Regions from separate parts of the Mus musculus genome. Here all the other regions are linked to region 1. Evidence: chromatin contacts called from public HiChIP or PLAC-seq and promoter capture Hi-C data. All regions are on one chromosome and are shown on one strand. Each heading gives the region's core, a stretch centred on a gene start, on an enhancer-like site or on the middle of the called end of the contact. The rest is flanking DNA. Distances are from core to core; before and after follow the strand shown.

Evidence for each region. Promoter capture Hi-C pulls out the DNA fragments that hold promoters and counts their contacts. HiChIP or PLAC-seq counts read pairs in DNA pulled down with a chosen protein or histone mark.
Region 2: a FOXA1 HiChIP or PLAC-seq map of pancreatic cancer cells shows a contact between it and region 1. The contact joins the promoter of Pdcd7 here to the promoter of Megf11 in region 1. A contact is called at or near these places in 2 of 39 promoter capture datasets (liver and maxillary cranial neural crest) and 1 of 115 datasets of contacts at active chromatin or transcription factors (pancreatic cancer cells).
Region 3: a promoter capture Hi-C map of liver shows a contact between it and region 1, with 2.8 times the contacts expected there. The contact joins the promoter of Igdcc4 here to the promoter of Megf11 in region 1. A contact is called at or near these places in 4 of 39 promoter capture datasets (the 3T3-L1 cell line, the C10 cell line, hippocampal neurons and 1 more), 3 of 484 Hi-C or Micro-C datasets (all in embryonic stem cells), 3 of 115 datasets of contacts at active chromatin or transcription factors (embryonic stem cells and pancreatic cancer cells) and 1 of 9 other capture datasets (embryonic stem cells).
Region 4: a promoter capture Hi-C map of trophoblast stem cells shows a contact between it and region 1, with 4 times the contacts expected there. The contact joins the enhancer-like site here to the promoter of Megf11 in region 1. A contact is called at or near these places in 6 of 39 promoter capture datasets (the 3T3-L1 cell line, hippocampal neurons, liver and 1 more) and 1 of 115 datasets of contacts at active chromatin or transcription factors (large pre-B cells).
Region 5: a contact with region 1 is called in a promoter capture Hi-C map of second pharyngeal arch cranial neural crest, with 4 times the contacts expected there. The contact joins the promoter of Hacd3 here to the promoter of Megf11 in region 1. A contact is called at or near these places in 4 of 39 promoter capture datasets (frontonasal cranial neural crest, pre-B cells, second pharyngeal arch cranial neural crest and 1 more), 1 of 115 datasets of contacts at active chromatin or transcription factors (large pre-B cells) and 1 of 9 other capture datasets (embryonic stem cells).

The regions. Positions count from the first base shown.
Region 1 is chr9:64,384,278-64,386,929 of GRCm38.p6, forward strand. Megf11 (multiple EGF-like-domains 11) reads left to right here and starts at 1,349. Exons shown (of 25, transcript NM_001134399.1): 1 at 1,349-1,551.
Region 2 is chr9:65,344,779-65,347,430 of GRCm38.p6, forward strand. Pdcd7 (programmed cell death 7) reads left to right here and starts at 1,290. Exons shown (of 5, transcript NM_016688.2): 1 at 1,290-2,230. The coding sequence starts at 1,364.
Region 3 is chr9:65,100,177-65,102,828 of GRCm38.p6, forward strand. Igdcc4 (immunoglobulin superfamily, DCC subclass, member 4) reads left to right here and starts at 1,310. Exons shown (of 20, transcript NM_020043.3): 1 at 1,310-1,422. The coding sequence starts at 1,359.
Region 4 is chr9:65,081,928-65,084,579 of GRCm38.p6, forward strand. It overlaps Dpp8 (dipeptidylpeptidase 8), which reads left to right. Exons shown (of 21, transcript NM_028906.2): 21 at 1-724. Among named protein-coding and RNA genes, the nearest start is that of Igdcc4, 18 kb to the right of the region's middle. Within about 2 kb of position 1,349, at least 44 of the 459 cell types and tissues checked have an H3K27ac peak or open chromatin away from gene starts, as enhancers often do. A contact at or near this core is called in trophoblast stem cells, where this site is marked.
Region 5 is chr9:65,020,381-65,023,032 of GRCm38.p6, forward strand. It overlaps Hacd3 (3-hydroxyacyl-CoA dehydratase 3), which reads right to left and starts at 1,337. Exons shown (of 11, transcript NM_021345.2): 1 at 1,077-1,337. The coding sequence starts at 1,163.

The DNA of each region.
Region 1 (2,652 bases), core at 99-2,598:
CGGGTGTTTGCTAAGTGCTTCACCCGGTTTCAAGCTCTACTTTTATGTTGTGAACAAGAGGCTCTGCCATCTGTTGTCCGTTTAGTTTGACATTCCAAGGTAAGGAACTGCTGGGGAGGTTGGTTTGGAGTTTTGGGACCTGAAACCCCAATGCAGAAAGATCTCATCTGCTCACACCATTCCTGCAGAAGCCTAGCACTTACTGGATGAACCTGGTCTGGTGCTTGCAGAGCAGGGCTGCCTGTTGTGGGCCAATGGGAAGAGGGCTTCTTCTTATTTCTCCAAACCCCACTGGGCTGAAATGGACAGATGACAGGGAGTACACTCCTGGGGAAAGAGCTGGATCCTCAGGCTGCACGGGAGCCTGGGTCGAGTGGCTTGTCCCAAAGCCACAGACAATCTGCCTGTTCTAGTGGCAAAATTCTCCCTCCGGGTGCAGGACACCTTTCCCAAGTGTGGGACCCCACCTCACTTCAAGGGAAGGAAACACCCCACCACCCCCACCTCTGGCAAACAGGGAAGCAGGAGTGAGCCCCTCATATCTTGGAAAGGAGTAGGGGTGACCAGCAGGTGTTCCCACCACCTGGCTAGGACCCACTTACAAGCACACGAGGTGTAGTCTAAAGTGTCACCTGACTGAAGACTTCCAGGTGGCTCTGGGTGCAGTGCCAGGCCTCTGACACCCTATCATTAACATGCACCCTCCTCTGCCCCCCCCCACCCCCCATCTCATCCCCTGTTCGAAGACCTTGAAGTCTACAAGAAGCCCCGCTGGTTTAAGTCCAGCCTTTGGAGTTGACCACAGCAGTCCAGCCTTTGGAGTTGACCACAGCATGGCAAGTTCTTACTCTGGGGCCTGGCTGTCTGCACTTTACCTGGTGCAGCTCAGCTTGTTCTGCACACTGAGTTCTTTGCTTTTCTAGCTTTCCCTGGGTATCTATCTGTACTCAGCTTGTTAAAAGCTCAGTTTGGGGCATATTCCTGGTCCCCTTCCATCCTGGGCTAGCTTCGCCAGCCAGAGCTTCTACAAAGAACAGGTGCAGAGGCCACGCTAATCGGTCGGTCAGAAGGAAAAAAAAAAGGGGGGGGGGAGGGAGAAGGGAGTCGCGAGGGGTTAAAAGGAAGAGATACAGAAAAGAGAGAGCGGGGGAAAAACGGTAAAAGAACGATAACGGGTGGATGCAGAGTAGGGAAGTGAGAAGAGAACAGAGGGAATTAAAGAAGGCAACCGGCAGAGAGAAAGCTAGGAAAAAGAGCGAGGGAATGCGCGCGATCGCAGGGTCTGAAAAGAGGTGGGAGGGAGAGGGAGAGCGGAGGGAGGAGGGAAGAGGGAGGGGCCGAGGGACGCAGGGGGGTGGGGGCTGCCGTGGCAGCAGTCGCAGCGGCTCCAGCCTCCTGCTTGCTCACTCGTTCTCAGTGCCCGGAGCCGGCTGCCCGGCTCGGGGCGGTTCGCAGCTCCCTCTCCTGCCTGGGGACCTGAAGCCGCTCCGGCTCCGGGGTATAGGACCGCGCGACTGGCTGGCCCAAGCCCGGGGCGCGCCACGGAAGCAGGTAGATGGTTGGGTGGGGTCCGCGGGGACCCGGAGCCTCGGAGCACTGTGGGTGCATTGGGTCGGGGTGTGGGTTCCAGTTCAGGGGAGGGGGCTTTGCAGCGTCGCGACTAACTTTCCACCAGCTCCGTGGGTCCTCCGTGGCCAGGTCCCGGCTCTAGAAGGCGAGTTTGGCGAGGGGCAGAAGGTGGATGGCTGGGCTTGCGGGAGCGCCCGGGGGTCTATGCGAGACGTAGAGAGCCTCGGCTGGGCCAGGCGCGCGTCCTCTGGCCGCAGTCAGGACGCAGCGGCCGCCGCGTCTCCACGTGCGGGGGAAGACCCGAGAGTCGCGGTGCGGGTGTCCGGAAGAAGGAACCTGCCAGCTCTGCGCGAATCTGGGGTCTCCCGGCCGAGAGCCATTCTAGATGTGCGGGACCTTCGCCCCGCACCGCGTCCTTCCGACCCGGGTCCCGACGCAGAGCTGCGGGGCCGCGCGCAGGTCCCCGCGGAGCCCAAGCCCAGCCGGTGCCACGCGCAACGTGGACTCACTCTCTTTTTTTCCTCCTGATCCTGTCTACCCACTTTCACTGAGGGAATCCCGGACGCCCTGCAGTCCTGCGGGTCGCCCCTGGCTACATACCTCCGACCCTCGGCGGAGACCCCAACACCCAAAGTTAAAAGAGAAGCGAGTCCCTCTTCCTGCGCTCGTGGGCGGCTGTCCCGAACTTCCTAACTTCTCTCCCAAACGCGGGCGGTAGTGTTGTAGCTGGGCACACAGTGGTCCTGGTGGCAGCCCTGCGCAGGCACCTTCCCCTAAGACTTGATTTAGTCTTTTAATTTTTAGGAGGAAAAAAAAAAGACTTGAAAAATAGGTAAAACCGTTCCTTCCCGGGACCAAGGTTGCGAGTGGGACGGAGTCACGATCGGTCTGTAGTCTGGGAGCTCTGGGTCTCCGCCTGGCGGGCCCCAGAGCCCTCGAACCCCAGATGCTTTTTCCTGGAACTGCCTCCCACGCTCCATCCCACTGTCGTCGCGTCTCAGAATCCGTCCCCGTGAGTGCCTGCTGCGAGGCCAGCCGGCCTCTTTCCGGGCTGGTGATGCTCTCGAGAAAAACCGGTCCAAG
Region 2 (2,652 bases), core at 40-2,539, 960 kb after region 1:
GGAATTGAGTGGGGGTTTCCCCACTAGGTTCTATCAATATGACATATGGACACTGTAACATCTATCTCTCCAAGACCACCTAGCTTCTCTTTGTGTTTCTGTGTTTTACACCCTGCATTCTTTCGACCCCCAGCAGACATACTGCAAATCACTAGTACCTGCTGCTTCCATCCTGTGTTCCTCTCATAACTTTTTGTTGTCTTTCAGATCTTAGCCGGAGCTTCAGACCGTGTCTCTAGTCCCTCTAGAACGTTAACAATCATCAGGATTTCTGAATTCAAGACTGAATTGGAGAGGCCAAACCTACTCCATCTTGGGACCAGCCTCCATCTTCAAGAAAAGAAAAAAGCAGAACTCAAGCTGCACCAAAATACCAGAAAGGACCCCATGGCTTGTCCTTGGCCAGAGTTAATCCCTAGCTACTTCCTAGCAACAGTTAATCAAAGATTAGTTTGATTGTTTCAGATGTACTTTCAAACTGTTTGTGATCAAATGCACGATTCAGGGCACCCAACTATTGGCTTATAGTCATTCTATTAGATGCTTGCCAGACTGGACAACCCCTCCCTCGCTTTGAAAGAACCTAGTGGGGAAACCCCCACTCAATTTCCATTCGGAGCGCACCCAAGAATCACGAACAGACAACCATCTTGATGTAAAAGCATGAGGTAGTTTAATGACGGAGCTCCGGGCCGACATATATCTCCCTCAGGAGACAGAGGTGTCGACCACATGGTGGAGCCATAATGGCAGAGCTCCGGTTCGAAACGTATCTCACACAGGAGACAGTGGTTTCGACTCTGACGCTTGGAAGCTAGGGATTTTTATAGAAAAGGGATGGGGCTGGGGGAGGAATTGGCGAGGTTTCACATGATTGGTTCATTTAAACATCAACAGACTGTCAGAAGGGCGGGAGATAGGGGGGCATGTCCTGGCCTGTTCTGCTATGTTCTCAGCCCCAGGTTTCAAAGCTCACAAACAACTCTTTGGGCTATTTGACATAAATTACATGAATCACATGTCTCAAGTTTTATTTCCTTTCAGCTTTTATTTTTCTATAAAAACTTGTTCTACTGAGGGTTCAGGGCTGCTCCGCCTTCTCTTTCTGTCCTGCTGTGTTAAGGTCGATTTGGAGGAGAGCCCGAGCCTGAGCCCGAAATAAACCCTAACATCGGAGACGGATCCTTGGTGGTTTGGGAAGGTTCAAGCTTCCTGGCACGACAAACCAAGGTCCTGCACTACGCCTCGCTTCCGGGAAGTGAGTCAAGCACCGGTCGCACGTTATACACGTCACTTCCTCCTGGAACCCGGATAAAGAAGTTCCCAGATTACTGTCACTGCTCCCAACCGCTGCACTACAGACATGGCTCTGCCACCTTTTTTCGCCCAGAGCCGTCAGGGACCTCCCCCTCCGCAGCCACCGCCTTCCGCTCCATTCGGCTGTCCGCCCCCGCCGCTGCCCTCTCCGGCTTTCCCGCCGCCCCTTCCCCAGCGACCCGGCCCCTTCCCGGGGGCTTCCGCCCCCTTCCTCCAGCCTCCGCTGGCCCTGCAGCCCCGCGCGCCAGCCGAGGCCTCCCGCGGCGGTGGCGGTGGCGGCGCCTTCTTCCCGGTGCCACCCCCACCGCTGCCGCCGCCGCCGCCGCAGTGCCGGCCCTTCCCGGGGCCCGACGCCGTCGAGCGTCCACGGCCACCGCCTCCAGGTCCCGGGCCGCCCTGGAGCCCGCGCTGGGCGGAGGCGCCGCCGCCGCCCGACGTGCTCGGAGACGCGGCCCTGCAGCGCCTGCGTGATCGGCAGTGGCTGGAGGCGGTGTTCGGGAACCCCCGGCGGCCCGGTGGCCTCCGGACCCCGCGCACACCCGCCGGGCCCAGCCTGGGTGAAGTCCGCGCGCGGTTGCGTTCCGCTTTGCGTTTGGTGCGGCGGCTACGCAGCTTGGGGCAGTCCCTGCGCGAGGCTGAGGCCGACGGAGCAGCCTGGGCCTCCCTGCACGCTCAGGCGGCGCCACTACGAGCGGAGCTAGCGGAGCGGCTGCAGCCGCTGGCCCAGGCCGCCTATGTGGGCGAGGCGCGACGGAGGCTGGAGAGGGTCCGGCGCCGCCGGCTGCGGCTTCGTGAGAGGGCCCGGGATCGGGAGGCTGAGCGGGAGGCGGAGGCCGCGCAGGCCACGGAACGGGAGCAGGAGATTGACCGCTGGAGGGTGAAGTGCGTGCAGGAAGTGGAGGAAAAGAAGCGGGTGAGAACCAGTATGCGCTCGGTGGTTGGAGCTGTGGTGTCTGGAACTCGAATCTGCGTGCTAGTTAACTTGTATGCTTATCCGCGAAAGCTAGCCTTTGCCACTTCTTTGCTCTGTATTCCTTGTTGACGATGTGTGGTGCATAAAACTCTAGAATTTGGACTATAAAGTCCCTTAAACACGCGACAGGTTTACACTGGTGCATTTCTGGGAGGACACACCTCTTGTGTCCTGCTTCAAAGTTGGATCCACTTACTGAAGATGCAGAGCAGTATCTTTTATACTGTCCTAAAGCATGCAAATGTAGAGGACTTGGACCACACCTAGAAACCTTTATAACATAATTGGCTGATGAGGTTGATAATAGTTCTCTCCCGGGTTCATTTGTTTTGGTTTGATACTATGAATACCAGTGTATCCGG
Region 3 (2,652 bases), core at 60-2,559, 720 kb after region 1:
TTCCTTTAAAAAAAAATTTTTTTTTATGTGTATGTGTGTACTTGCATGAGTTTATGTGCACCATGTGCAGGAAAGTGCCTACAAAGCCCAGAAGAGGGCATCAGATTCATTGGAAATGGAATTACAGATGGTTATGGCTGTCATATGGGTGCTGGGAGCAGAACCCAGGTCCTTTGTTAGGGCAGGAAGCACTCTAGCCACTGGGCCACCTCTCTAGCCTCAAAATCCGGATATATATATATAATTTTTATTTATTTTAAATTGTATCTAATTGTGTGTCTGCTTGTAGGTGCAGATGCCACAGAGCCCAGTGGTATCAGACCTCCTGGAGCTAGAGTTACAGACTGATGTGAGTCGCCTGGGTGGGTACCGGAACCAAATCTAGGTCCTCTGCAAATGCAATAAGCACTCTAACCGCTGAGCCATCTCTCCCATCACAAACGCATCATTTTAAATAGACGTTTAGTATGTTTTTCTCTCCCCAACCCAACCTGACATTTGATTCCCCCAGCTTTAGACACACTGAGGCAACTAACCTGGCCAGCTCAGTTGGAAAAGAGGCAGTTCTGAAAAAGAGAGTGGACCGGTGGAGGCTCAACACCATTAGCAGGCCCTGCACCTGCTGCTTTAAGCCTCCTGTCCTTAGGGAGTCCCCACTACAAACCCAAATATTCCCAGTATGCAGGTATGTAAAATGGTGGTAAGCAAGTCTTCGTTGTCCCTCACAGAGGTGGAACACAGTACAGACTGGGTTGGCTACTGAGGAGGAAGGAAGGAAGCCAAGAGAATCCCTCAGCTTGGCATGGAAGAGGTAGCGGGGACAAGGAATTGTAGTGTCCTCAGAGAGTCTGTTGGTGCAGCCTGTGGAGAGGCTAAACAGGATTCAGGTCAGGCTGTGAGTTGGAAAAGGACAGGTCTCAGTGAACTGAGCCTGGAACAGAGGTGGAGGCGACCCTGAAGGTAGAGTCATGGTAGGGTTAGGGAACAGAGATCCAGAGGCTCAGGTAAAAAGATGAACAGAAAGGAGCCTGAGGTGACCCGAGGAGCGGGAGGCTCCCGCGTGCTGAGTGAGCCGCAGGAGCAGGCTGGTGGCGCGCGGGCGCGTGTCCCCTGTGGTGCAGGGTGGCCACACTGGCGGGGCGCCCCCGCGTGGGCCGCTAGCCCAAGATGGCGATGGAGGGGCGGGCGAGCTGGCCGCGGCCCCGGCCCCCGCGCCGGCCCCCGCTCGGGCCCCGGCCCCGGAGGCCGCGCCCCCGCCCGCGGCGCCGCGCCTCCCGGAGCCACTGACGCCCGGCGCGCCCTCCCCCGGCGGCGGCCCAGGCGCCCGGACGCGGCGGCAGCGGCCCGAGCCCGGCCCTATGGCGCGGGCGGACACGGGCCGCGGGCTCCTGGTGCTGACCTTCTGCCTGCTGTCCGCGCGCGGTAAGGGCCCGGGTGGCCGCAGTCGCGAGTGGGCGTCCCCGGCGCCCGCGATGCTTGCGCGCCGGGGGCTGTGGGGACTTGCCCCCAGGGGGTGTGTGTCCTTGCTGTGCACAGCCTGGCACCGTGCGTGTCCCCCTGCGCGTGGCCCTTGTGCATGTGAGGTTTGCATGTGTGTGTCCTGCGGGGGTGGGGGTGTCCTGCGGGGGAACGTGTCCACAGCGCGTGCCTAAGGCGCCGGGTAGCATCGCCAGCGCGCGGGTGGCTGCAAGCGGGACATGATTCTGCCCTGCCCGCAAGCGTCTCGCGGTCGCGAGTGTGCCTGAGAGAGCGGGCGGGGAGGGAGTGTACACTTACACCTCCATTTGTGTCGGGTGCGTGTGTAACTGGATGGGACTGAGCTAATATTTGGCCTTGGCTTTTGGGGAGTGTCCTTGCTCTTGATGGGGGCGGCGGTGAGAAAAACCACACTCAACTTTGCCCAATGGGTGTGGCCCCTGGGGCCAGCTAGGGAGGTTGGGGGAATGTGGAGGTGTTGTGGACCCAAACCCAGGGTTCGGAGTGGGGCTGGGGGAAGGGCAGGAAACCAGTTGCTTTGCCGAACGCGTCCAACACTCGCTCTCTGGATGGGACGCGTGTCACTCCTGCCCCACCCCCAAGGGCGGACCAGGGAAGCGTGGACGAGATCAGCAAGGCCCCCTCCAGTGCCCAGGTCCTAGTGTTGGGTAGGGTCAAGGGTAAGGATCACAACTGTCCACACCAAAGAAAGGACTGGGGGCGGGGGGAGACGAAGTGTCCAAGTGTGTATGCCAAAGCTGTTTTTACCACCCCCGGCCCTCTCACTCTCAGTGGGGTGTGCGTTTGGGGGACAGCCCAAAGGAGGTTAGGTGGTAGGGCCTGGAGGGGGATGGGCTGCCCGCTTTGTTCGATTACTTCTTGCCTTCCCTGCCGAGGGGGGAGTTAAGGATGTGTCCGGGGCGAGTCGGGGAGGGACTTGGCAGTGGGGGTGGGGAGGGGGATTTTTCTCCAGCTGCTGCGGCTTTCCAGAGAGACTGGGCCAGGCCACGTGGGAGGGAGACAGGGAGGGAGGCGGGGGGTGGTGGAAAGGAGCCTCCGCTGGGCCAACCCCAGGCCCATCTCCAGGAAAACAGCGGGTGGGAGAGTGCTGGAAACAGCTCGGACCCTTGCTCTCCCCGCAAGACACGCCCCTTTCCCTCCGAGACCCTGAACCCG
Region 4 (2,652 bases), core at 99-2,598, 700 kb after region 1:
GGAGTGGTTACTTTTATAATTCCAGCTTTTTGTTATTTTTCCTTTTAACTTTAAAAACCTTACAAATCTAAACTTTAACTTTTTTTTATTTGAATGTAATTTAGATATCACTAGCTTAAAAGAAAAAGGTTTCCAGACCACTTCTTGCGGTAAGCTGATCCCTGACAAACCATGGCACTCTTTGTGTTGGAAGCCTATCAAGTTAGTTGTGTTACTCGCTCACAGCATTCTCCTGCTTCAGCCTTCCTGCTTGACTATGAAGGGAAGCATGAGCTTTCAAGTGCTGGCTGGCATCTGCCCTTCCAGTATTAGATGGGTCCCACTGCAGCTAGCCAGACACCTGTGGGTTTGACCCTCATTAATCACACCCCAGTGTTTAGACAGTTACCACAACTTAAAAATCACTCCAAGAAAAGTTGCTGTGTTTCTTTCTCACTGCCACATCAGGTCCCTTTCCAAGAGAGCACAGTGAAGACAGGGACTGCCAGAATAGAGGTGGATGCTTTGGGAAGCCTGGAGATAAATGGCAGGTGACCATGGGCTTCTGTCCTGGGGAGGGAGGGCTGGGTTTGCCAGCTGTGTGTCTATGTTGTATGATAGACCCCACACTTTTCTTTTTGTTTATCTATTTTGACTTTCATGCTTATGACATTTTCTCGTGCCAAAATTTGTTTATATTTTTTCAAGTTAAATTAAACTGATTTGGGTAACTTTCCTTCCCCTACAAAGTATTTCCCCCATGACTTATGTCTATTTTGACTGTTGAGGGTGGCATTGCTGGACTAGTTAGCCTCCTGTGGCTTCTTACGTTCTAGGTAGGCATGACATGAAGTAGCTCCAACCACCCATTTGCTTTGTACAAAGACATCTCTTATTTTATGCAGACAAATCTTAGAAAACCTCAATTATCCTAGATTCTTTCTGCCTTCTCTCCGGCTATCACAGGAGTGCATCTACAACTGCCCTTTAAATGCCTTCTTCCTTCTCTATGAGGGAAAGTGCTTGACTCACAGAAAGGTGGCTTGACCAGGCTTGTTTGTCAACACCAGTGAGAAAGGCATCAGTCATTTGGAGCAATCAGAAACCACTCTAACACTGTCCCATGACTGGATGTCAGCGAAAGAGACACACCTCCCTGAAAGTACGAGTATGGTGGGAGCCAGAGAGCATCGGTAAGGACCAAAGTGTGGGTTTTTCACAGGTTTGGTAGCAAGCTACTCTACGTTCACAGCAGCAGGACTCTCAGGTTCATCCAGGACCCCACGCACAAGTCTTGAACCTGCTCTCAAAGGCATGAGCTCATCAGTTTGGGTGGAGACCAGAGCGCACATTTCTAGCAGGATGCGCTTCCTGGGCACTTCAGGGCGGGTCTGCAGGCTGCTTTTGTAAACTTTCTGTAAAGAATGCAGTCGCAGTCAGAGAACAGGTGACTTATATGGTGGCTGGTTGTTAGGAACCCATAACAGTAGTCAAAGAAACGGCTCAGCTGTGATGCAAAGCCCTCTCCGTGCCCCTAGTCTGAGAATGTATTTGGGCACGATGACTTTTCGCAGTCCTGGCCCCTCCAAAGCCTCACACAGAAAGATGAAGCCACGACGCACGCTTGCTCCTTTAAAACCGTGAGCCACACGCATGCGTGCGTTCAGGTGCTTCCTGCCTTTACCACACAGTTCTCTCTGCTGGTGGGAGGATTCCAGTCAAAGCTTCCATTGCTACAGAATCATACATTTTCCATCTGGAACAAATCTTTAACATAACCCAGTGTCCTCATCTGCTAGGGAGAAAAAAACCAAGCTTGTGTTCTAGAGAGGAAGAAACACACCCAGGATCTCACAGTTAGTAGTCAGAACCAGGGTCTATCTGTGGCCTGCCTCATGGTAGCTATGTGATAGTTAAGAAAGATAGGGTTTTTAAAGAAGTATTTATTAATATATTCCTATAAAACATTTTAAAGGAAGCCACATAAAAATGGTTAATGTTTCCTTTCTAAGTAAATGCTAAGCATGCTTATTAACGAAGCAGCACTGATGGGTAGGTGGCATCTGAAGCTAATTTAAGTCATTATGTTGAATGTCTTCCTTGGTGCCATGGGACATAGGGACACAGAACATTTGCATAAGCCCAGGAACCCATCTTCCGTGATGTGAGACCAGAGCCTCAGCAAGGTCTACACTATGTATGTGAGAGCATCTCCCAGCAGATGGAAGGAACTGGAAACATCCCGACTGTGGCCTTTCCAGCCCCAACCCCCCCCCCTCCTATCTGCCCTCCTGACCTTCTACAAGTCCCTTGCAGACACAGGAGCTGTGTTTGTGTGTTTGGTTTTGAGTAACCCTAATACAAATTTATGTTGTTTTAAGCAAACTTGGGAATTGGGTTGGGTGGAGGTCTTTGAGTTAAGCACTTAAAGTGCCTGCTGTCTCAGCACTGACCTGTGCAGACCTGCATGCCTCTCCAGTAAGCGCACGGGGCTCCTCCTCTTCAGCCCCACGGCTTTTAATCGTGTGATGTGAAGCATTAGTTCGCTGCATTTTATTACAGGTTCTTGGTTGCAATAAAGATGCTGCTGAAATCAACTGGCTTCAGTGTTCCTTGCCCCCCCACACACGATCCTTTTCCCCTCCCCCATCTGTACAGCCTTGCTTTGATGAC
Region 5 (2,652 bases), core at 87-2,586, 640 kb after region 1:
AAGTTCCAGGCCAGCCATAACTATATAGCATGACTGTCTCCAAAATACAAAAATAAAAATTAAAAACAAAAACTTTTTTTTCTATTTTAGCAAAGAATCTTGTAGCAGAGTAGAGAACAATAGCACAGAGAATTATTCATCCTATTCTAGAGTAGCATTTATTCGGGTTTGCTTACACCTTAAATGAAATTTACTGCTTACTCAAAGACATTCTGGCCAGTATTAGCTTCATCGTTCACAAGGGGAAATTATTTACATTCCAGAAGCAAAGATTAGACTCAAGTGGACATGGGCACCTAGACCCTGCAAGAAAATAGACCAGATGAATTGATGAATTCAGACAGGTATCTAACTGCGAGCAAGAAACAGTTCAGAGGAATGAAGATTACAATACCATGGATGTCAAGGAGACTAGGGAAAGAACATTCCAGACCAAAACCACTCGCTTCACACAGAATACTGGATGGTCTGGTTAGAGACATGGGAAGTTCCCAGGGATTTGATTTGCTCACATTAATAGGTAAACGTGGTGAAATGAATACTTAATGTCACACGATAATTTCTTTACGCAACTTGCTAAGGCTGAGCTCGCAGCCTTAAAGAGAGGATGGAAATCATTTCCTTGGTGAGCGGAGGTGTGGTGTAGATTTCTATCACTGAACGGTTGGGGGGTTGCCCCCCGCCCAGCCCAGCGACGGGCCTTGAGAAGGTCAATGGGCCGCCCGGACTAAACCTCAGAGGCCAGCGCTGACGTCCTGCTACCGCACAACAGGCCACTGTCAAGCCGCACTTTAGACCCACGGAGCTCATCCCACAATTCAGAGGGCCTTAGGCAACCCGAAGGCCAGCCGCCGGCTTCCAGGACTCTGCTGAGGCTCCCCAGGGCGCCTACCAGGAACAAAGGGGATACCGGGGCCAAGCGCAGAACGCCGGACGGCACCTGCAGCCCCTAAGGGAGACCGGGGCGCTCCACTCGCGGTTCCTGCTGGCGCACTGCAGGAGCGCAAACGCACAGGGCGGCCGACGGGGACCGGGGGGCCCCCGATCCTGCGCGCAGCCCGCAGCCCGGCCTTTACCTGCACGTCACTCAGCTCCACGCGCAGATACAGCTCGCGGTGTCGCTGAGCCCAGTAGACATGCGGCGTCAGCACTTGAGTCTCCATGGCCCACGCTGTCCGGGGGAGCGGGGAGGCTCGGCTTGCTGCGCCTCGTTACCTCGGCCTGTGAGCCGCTGGAGCTAGCAGAACGCAGGCCTCAGACCCGCACGCTCCGCAGCCCGCAGCCCGGCTGTCTCGAGATAACCCACGCTCGCGGCTCGCGCTTGCGCAGTGAGGACCGGGGCGGGAGGGCGGGGCGAACCCAGCGAGGGAGAGGACGGGGCGGGACGTGGGAGAGGCTAGCGGCTGCGCCACGTGATCAGCGGCTCAGTGGCCTTCGGATCAGAGGCTTTTGAGCTCCTCGCTTACCTCCTGTGGCGCTTCAGAGAGGTCCTTGCACAAGAACATGAAAGTGAGAGGCTCTAATCTACAAAGAAAGGGCGGATTGGCGGCGTATGAAGAGGCTTGTGTGCAAGGATCCCTTCCAAGTTTTTTTGTATGATCGCAGCGTTTAGTGAGAACCCACTTCCTCCCTGGGCTTCAAGGCCACACACAGAAAGACAGATGAGCCATTCAAGACATACATTGGTGTTGCTTTTTTTTTTTCTTCCTTCCTTCCTTTCTTTCTTCTTTCTGTCTGTCTTACTATGTAGCTCTAGGTGACCTGAAATTCACTTGGTAGACCAGATCCAGGGACCTGTCGTCTGCTTTTGCCTCCCTTGTGATTTAAAGGTGTGCAACACCTCCCCTGGCCTCAGGCTTCCTGTTTTAAGAGAGATGGTTTCCATTCACTGCCCAACAAACAGAACAGCCCATTCGTTATAGCTATCTACATGAACTAATAAGCAAACAAACAAATCAGTTCCTTGGCATCCCTAGCCCCGTCCTGAGCATTTGAGGACCTGGATGCTGCAGACAGGCACTCTACTATAACCTCAGCTCCTTGTAGTGTCATCATCTGTTTCTAAGTTTTTCTGTAAAGGAGCACAGCTATTATGGGCCCATTTCCAGGGAAATCAATAAGGAGACAGAGACAGAGAGACAGAGATTAGTAAGAGGACTAGAGGACTAGAGGACTATAGCCTAGTCGGTAGTGGGTTTGATCCCCAATAGCACATAAATCAGGACTAGTGGTGAACACCTGTAATCTCAGCACTTGAGATGTTCAGAAGTGCAAAGTCATCCTTAGTTACGTACTGAGTTCAAGGCCAACCTGAACAAACAAAGGAAAGGGAAATAAAGTAGAGTTTATCATCCAGGCTAAAAAGTACACGGTGGTGGGGCAGGGTGAGGGAGACTAGAAGGCAAGGCCAGGGGCAGGGGGATGGGAATAAGGCTTTTATGATGATGTCAGTCAAATGAAAAAGAAACCACACTGTCCTCTCTAGAGACTGCCCCCCCCCCTCCTAGCCCTGTTTGGCTCAGGGCCATGTCTCCCTTCTCAGAGATCAGTCATTACTCCTGCAGAAAGCTTTCATTTGGTCCTTGACACTGATAAAGGCTATTGCCAGGACGTACGCCTAGTTTCTGCTGTTGGCAAGAGATCCTGCTTGGC